2 separate regions of the Gossypium hirsutum genome follow, and region 1 is linked to region 2. A link is a contact called in public Hi-C data. All regions are on one chromosome and are shown on one strand. Each heading gives the region's core, a stretch centred on a gene start, on an enhancer-like site or on the middle of the called end of the contact. The rest is flanking DNA. Distances are from core to core; before and after follow the strand shown.

Region 1 (3,005 bases), core at 185-2,684, 34 kb after region 2:
TAAACCCCTCTAAGTCCGAATCCGGGCTTAAAATCTTCAAAAAAGTAAGCAAAATGCCCCAAATACCCAAGAAACTCTTCGGCTTCCGATCGTCTATCCTCGAAGACGAGCCTCAGCTGCCTCAACGGTGTTTCAGAAACGAAGAAAGATAAGTTTTTTTTACCTTTTATTTTGTTTTATTCTATTTCTTTTAAAAAAATTAAAAAAAAAGAAAATAACAAAACCAAAAGAAATCAACATTTTTCTTGATTGATCTTTGCTCTTTGGTATTATGCTCTTTTTGCTGTAAAAGTATCTGTTTTTTTATTAATTTCCCTAAAAAATCCCCTATTACAATGTATTCGTGGCTTTTTTTATAGCCGAATGAAACAATTAAAAGAAGAAATAAAATCTGTTTCTTTGTTTGATTTTCGAATCTTTGATTGTGTTTCCTTTTTTGTTTTTCCTTGATGTGCAAGTGAAGATCCACGGAGATTTGGAGGGCTGCGGCGCGAGACGTTGCTGTTGCTAGGGTTTCAGAAACTGTTCTCGCCATTTGGGCTAAACTGTAATTGGGCTTTAGGTTTGGGTCATTTATTTTAGGCCTATTTCGTTGAAATTGGGTTTGGGCCACTATTTGTTTTATTAATAGGGCCATATCTGTAATGCGGGTCTTTTAGGCCCGGGCAAAATCTGGCATGTACAATAAGATTATGGTCAAATTTCACTTTTAATCCCTCTATTACGTCTAAATTTAAGATTTAACATTTATACTTTAATTTTTAACATAATTTGATCATTATACTTTATAATGTTATTAGTTAATCCGACCCATGAACAAATGTATATCTTGAATCTATATAATATAGTTGCGAGGATATGAAATTTATAGATAAATATAAAATTTCGTCATATGAAGTTTTTGGTAACAAGAAATCATTTGAAAATGCTTCATTGTTTAAAAGAATTACGTCCCTAAAAAAGTTGTAATTAGTGGTGACGAAAAACATGATACAAATAGGGTTTCACATGTGCCAACCCAAGAGCAAGAGCACCATAAGTCATCTTAGGAAAAAAACTAGAGTTGGGTTTTCTTTTTAAACTTCAAACTTCAATTGGACTTTCTTAAAAAGAGTTAGGTTTGTTTTGCGGCCCATTCTGTGTAGAAACATAACTCTAGTTTTCTTTTAGGTTAATTTGATTTCTATATTGATTGATTTGTGCGGATTTACTTTTTAAGTGGTACAATTTCATAGCTTTTTCCCTTAATTTTATTATGATCACAAATTTAATCTCTTTAGCATGAAACTCAATCATCTTTTTCTTCAAAATAAAAATAAAAATAAAATTACCAATAGTTCTTCAACAAATAATTGGAAATGATTTCCAAATAAATAAAAGTTTTAAAATTTTAATTATTATTGGTGGGTTTTGGTATTTGGAGTGTTTGCCTTCATTCATTGTTTGTGGTGCCATGGAAGCATTTTTTTTTTGTCTTTAGGAATTCATCAAACTCACTGCGACTTTTGAGTGTGGCAGATTCTGGGTTTATTTTCATCGTCTTTTTCTCTTCAATTTTTAATAGAGAAAATTATTATTTTTTGGTCAAGAAGCAAATTTGATGAGTTTTCTTATATTTGAAAAATGATGTTTTAAACAATTAGAAAATAGTAAGGTTAAGAAAGAACAAAAGAAAAAAAAGATGGATTATTGTTTTCTGGTGAAATCTAAATAGGATTGAAAAAAAAGAAAGAAATGAAGGTTGAAGAAGAAATCAAATAAGAAATGTAACTTATCTGGTAAAAAAAATAAAAATAAAAAAGGTAGGGGCTAATTATCAAAAGTGATCAATATTAAGGGTTAAATTTATGGTTAGTAGGACTATTCATAGAATTTAACCTTTCTTTTATTAGGTGTGTGTTAACGAAACTATTCGTGTTTAGATAATTTTTGAAATACATATGAAAAAAATATGATTATCTAAATGAAATTAAATTTTATTTTTATTTGGTTTATAATTAATTTCAAATTTTATGATATAAAAATAAATATTTTATATTTAAAATAGTAAAAATAACTTTAAAGATATTTTCAAACATACTATTTAACATATTTATTTATTTACTTTAAGAATTTTTTTTTGAAAATTTTCTAAATAATATCGAGAAGTCATAAAATAATGCTTCTTCTATCAAAATAAAATTTAAAAACCTAAATTCAAAATTAATACGAAAAACCAAAAATCGAAAACCAAACCAAACCAAATTATTATAGATAGTTTGAAAATTCTAAAAAACTTAACAAAATCCAACCGATCTCACCCATATACAATATATTGTAACTTGAATTTCAAGTTTGTAAATTATCAAAAACATGTCACTGTTTCTTTTTCTTTTTTTTTTTTTAGGTATTCACTATGTGTATTTTATGGTCCATTTGCAAGGTTCATGATAGCTGTAAGAGCCTCGATTTGCTCTTGATAAGTGCTAAACGTAACATATTTTAACCTCATTCTTAATAAATTTTTGGGTGATTATTCAATGTTAATTATGAATTTTATGCTCATAATATTTTAAATTTATGTTTTTATGCCTAGTAGAGCAATTGGGAACAAAATGAGCAAAAAATGAGTGAAAATAAAAAAATCAGAGCAAGCTACAGGAGCAACACGGGTTGACCCGCCCATTCCAAACGACCATGTGGTAGACCATGTCAATTGTGCGAATTTGCACTTTGAACAGCGGAAAAACACGATTTTTAGGTTTTTCGGGCATTCTAAGACATATATATGACAAAAATAAGAAAATAAGAGTGAGCCGTCATAAAATATTCAAGAAAACAACTCGAAAAACACCATTGAAGCTGTTCAGAAGCAGATTTCCGTCAAGATTGAATATTCGCATTTGATTTCTTAGGAGATTATCATGAGTTTCTTTATTTCTTTCGGTTATACTGTGTCTTGTATGTTTTTATTTTCAAGCATGAACTAATTTTCTGAATACCTAGGGCAGGTGAACCCTATGATG
Region 2 (3,183 bases), core at 339-2,838:
AAGGGTAACATCATGAACATATCTATGTAATTTTGAATTATGCCAGGGTGTAATTTGAAAGCATATTTCCCCATGAGAAGACACAAAATAAAAGTTTTAAATTAGCATTAAAAAATCTGAATGGACAAAGAATCTAATTCTTAAAGGTATATAGTCTATTATTTTTGTAGTTATCATATTATTCTGCAAGCCTACAGATGTGATATTTAAATGCTACAAACAGCATAGACCCAAGAATCATTCATAAATGAATGCAGTTGCAAAAATCTAGTTATATTCATAAACATGTATTTCATTGGTAAGATGCAAAAAATGCAAAGTATAGTTATTTGAAAATGTACAATATTCTTGGACATCCAGAAAAAAAAAAGCATGAAAATGCGAAAGAAAGGTTTGCTGTTACTTATTTTTATAGGATAGAGAAATGACAATGTAATGAACATCTGTAGAAACATGACTAACCTATCGGTCACAACAACCTTTTTCTTCATTTTGCAATTTGATCTGTCAAAATCCAAAAAAATTGCCATTATGCAGCATAGTTAGAGAGAAAGTCCTAGAAAGAGAATGATTATCAGAATAATCTATGTGAAAAGTAAAAACCTACAACAGTTCACGGAGATGGGACATGTCGCAGTGTTTATATACAAAGAATTCTACACTTCTTTGTCTTTCAGCAAGACGAATACCATCAATTATTGATGCATGGTTTAGTTCATCAGAGAAAATGGCAATTTTTTCATCCTTCACAGGCACATTGCCTGCTGCAATGAGGGATGCAAGGTTTCTAAGTGCTACCATCAATGCCATATTGGCTGAAAACCCTGTAGGACAAAGAAGACAGTCCTAAAGCATAAATTCGGAAGAAAAAAACAAGCATCAGTCTTCAGAAAAGTTTAGAATAGAAGAATATTTATGGTTAAAAGAAATTTTTGGTGTGATGCATCGAAGAGCAGTACACTAAGGGTCAACCGTTCTCACTCAAAGTAATGGATCAAAATATAAGTTTATACTAATAACTGATTTGATTCTTTGATTCTTTTTATTTTTTATTTTGCAAGAAGAGATAAAGATTTAGACAGATTCAGTGGATTGCCTGATAAAGTTGCTTCAAGAAAACAACTCTCTTCCCCATAAACCTTCCAGCCAACAAAATCAACACAGTCCCTGGTGTAATGTTTGCTCTAAACAAATAAAAAACAAGTAAATACCCAAAAATAAGGAACATTTCTTCAGAAATCTATAAATAAACGAATAATGGTTTTCAAAAGAAGAACCTGAGTTTGACCCTAAAAATCGAAAGTAAGAAGGGAAAAAAAAGATAGATGAGTACTTGAAACGATTCTTCTTTTTTTAGTCGATATCGGAGTCATCAAAATCGTCTTCGAAGTTGTTGAAGAAATCGGCATAGGCGAGCTTGTTGTCGGAAGCGATGAAGCCTTCGCCGAAGATCTCCGGTGTGTCAACATCGTCGACTTCCATGGCTGAACCTTGGTCGTCTGGGTCCGTCACGAATTCTATAGGCATCGGCTTCATCTTTCCCCCCTTTTCTTTAGACTTCTAGGGCTTTCTTTGTTGGTTTAATTTTAATTATTTTGGTTGAAATATCACGCTGAGCTTATATAGCGTCAAATAAGCCTAGGTAATTAATTATGGATTTTGCGGCGTTTTTAGAAAAAACGCTACTAAAAAAAATTAAATTTCTGTAGTAAAACAGCACGTTTTGAAAAAATTCAATACATATTTGTGGCATTTTTCGTCTAAACGCCGCTATTGCTTACTTTTTGCGGCATTTTTATCATAAACGTCACTAATAATTGACTTTTTTTACAAATTTATATTTAATTATTATATAATTTATATCAATTTTAAATAAATAAATTTTAAAAATTTAAGTAATATTTAAAAGAATTAGATAAATTTTAAAATTTTTATATAATTTTTTATGTAATATCTAATATTTAAAAGAATTAGATAATTTTTATAAATTTAATTTTTATAAAATAAAACCAAGTACTCTCAAACTAAATATTGTATATTTTAATAAGAAAAAAATGATTAAATGGCTGTAATTAATTATTAAGTTAGAATTATCCAATGTAAGCAATTAATCCCTCACATATCAAATTTCTATTAAAGATTGAGACGTTAATCATGATTTTATATTATTCATTTCCTATCCATATCAATCTGTTACATTAATTTAAACTATAATCATAATTTTAATATATTAAAATTATGATTCTCTCTTTTACAATTATATAATAAATTATTTAATATATAAATTAAAAAACACCAATTAATCTAAACCCTAAACCCCTAACCCCTATCTACTAAACCCTAAATCATAAAACATAAACCCTAACCCCTAACCCCTAACCCTTAAACTCCAACCCTTAAACCATAAACCATAATCTATAATCCCTAATTATTTAAATACTATAAGAATAAAATTTTAATTATCTCAAAAAAAGAAAATCAAGAATTGTAGATTTAATGTTGATATTATAAATTATTGGTAAATTCAAATAAAAATCTATCTTATCTAAACATTTTAAATATATATATTTTGAAATTGTTAAATTTCAGTCCTATATAAATGAATCACCATCCCGTTTCAACATTCGGCTTTCAAAATTTCAATGGAGTTTACAGAAAATATTTTGTTAGTTTATTTAATAATTGGGTGTTTTTGTGAGATAATAAGTAAGAATGGCGTCGTTGAAGCATTTCATAAGGTTCATCCAAATTTACAATCTAAAACTGCACTTACTGTAAAACAACTTCATCGAACCGGGTATCACTTTCAGCCTCCTATGAACAGGATTAACGGTAACGGTAATGTTTTTCTTTTTTTTTTTGGGAGGAGATGGAATTAAATTGTATATTTTAGTATAGTTAAAAATGTAATTTTACCATTTTAATTATATTTTTATAAGGATTAAATAAAATTTTTATCATTTTTAGGGGATTAACATGTAATTTTACCATTATTAATTAATTTAAAAGTATATAAGTTATAAAAACGTTTAGGTGGAAATTGTTTTCATTTCAGGGCCTTTGGCTTCCATGTTTAGTAAAGTTAATAAAGAATAATTTTTCCCATCTATTTTGAGCTGATTTAATAAATAATATAAATTTAAGGGTTAAAAAGATAAAAATTAAATGAAGGGTTGTAATGAT

The links. Hi-C and Micro-C count contacts between places; a contact is called where the count stands out from the background.
Region 1: a Hi-C map of leaf shows a contact between it and region 2, with 2.5 times the contacts expected there. The contact joins the enhancer-like site here to the promoter of LOC107892116 in region 2. A contact is called at or near these places in 4 of 34 Hi-C or Micro-C datasets (fibers, leaf and petal).

What each region holds. Positions count from the first base shown.
Region 1 is chrD09:32,273,362-32,276,366 of Gossypium_hirsutum_v2.1, forward strand. No RefSeq gene overlaps it. Among protein-coding and RNA genes, the nearest start is that of LOC107892118, 13 kb to the right of the region's middle. Within about 2 kb of position 1,435, at least 2 of the 9 cell types and tissues checked have an H3K27ac peak or open chromatin away from gene starts, as enhancers often do.
Region 2 is chrD09:32,239,064-32,242,246 of Gossypium_hirsutum_v2.1, forward strand. It overlaps LOC107892116 (8-amino-7-oxononanoate synthase), which reads right to left and starts at 1,589. Exons shown (of 9, transcript XR_005918003.1): 1 at 1,334-1,589; 2 at 1,097-1,184; 3 at 608-846; 4 at 463-504.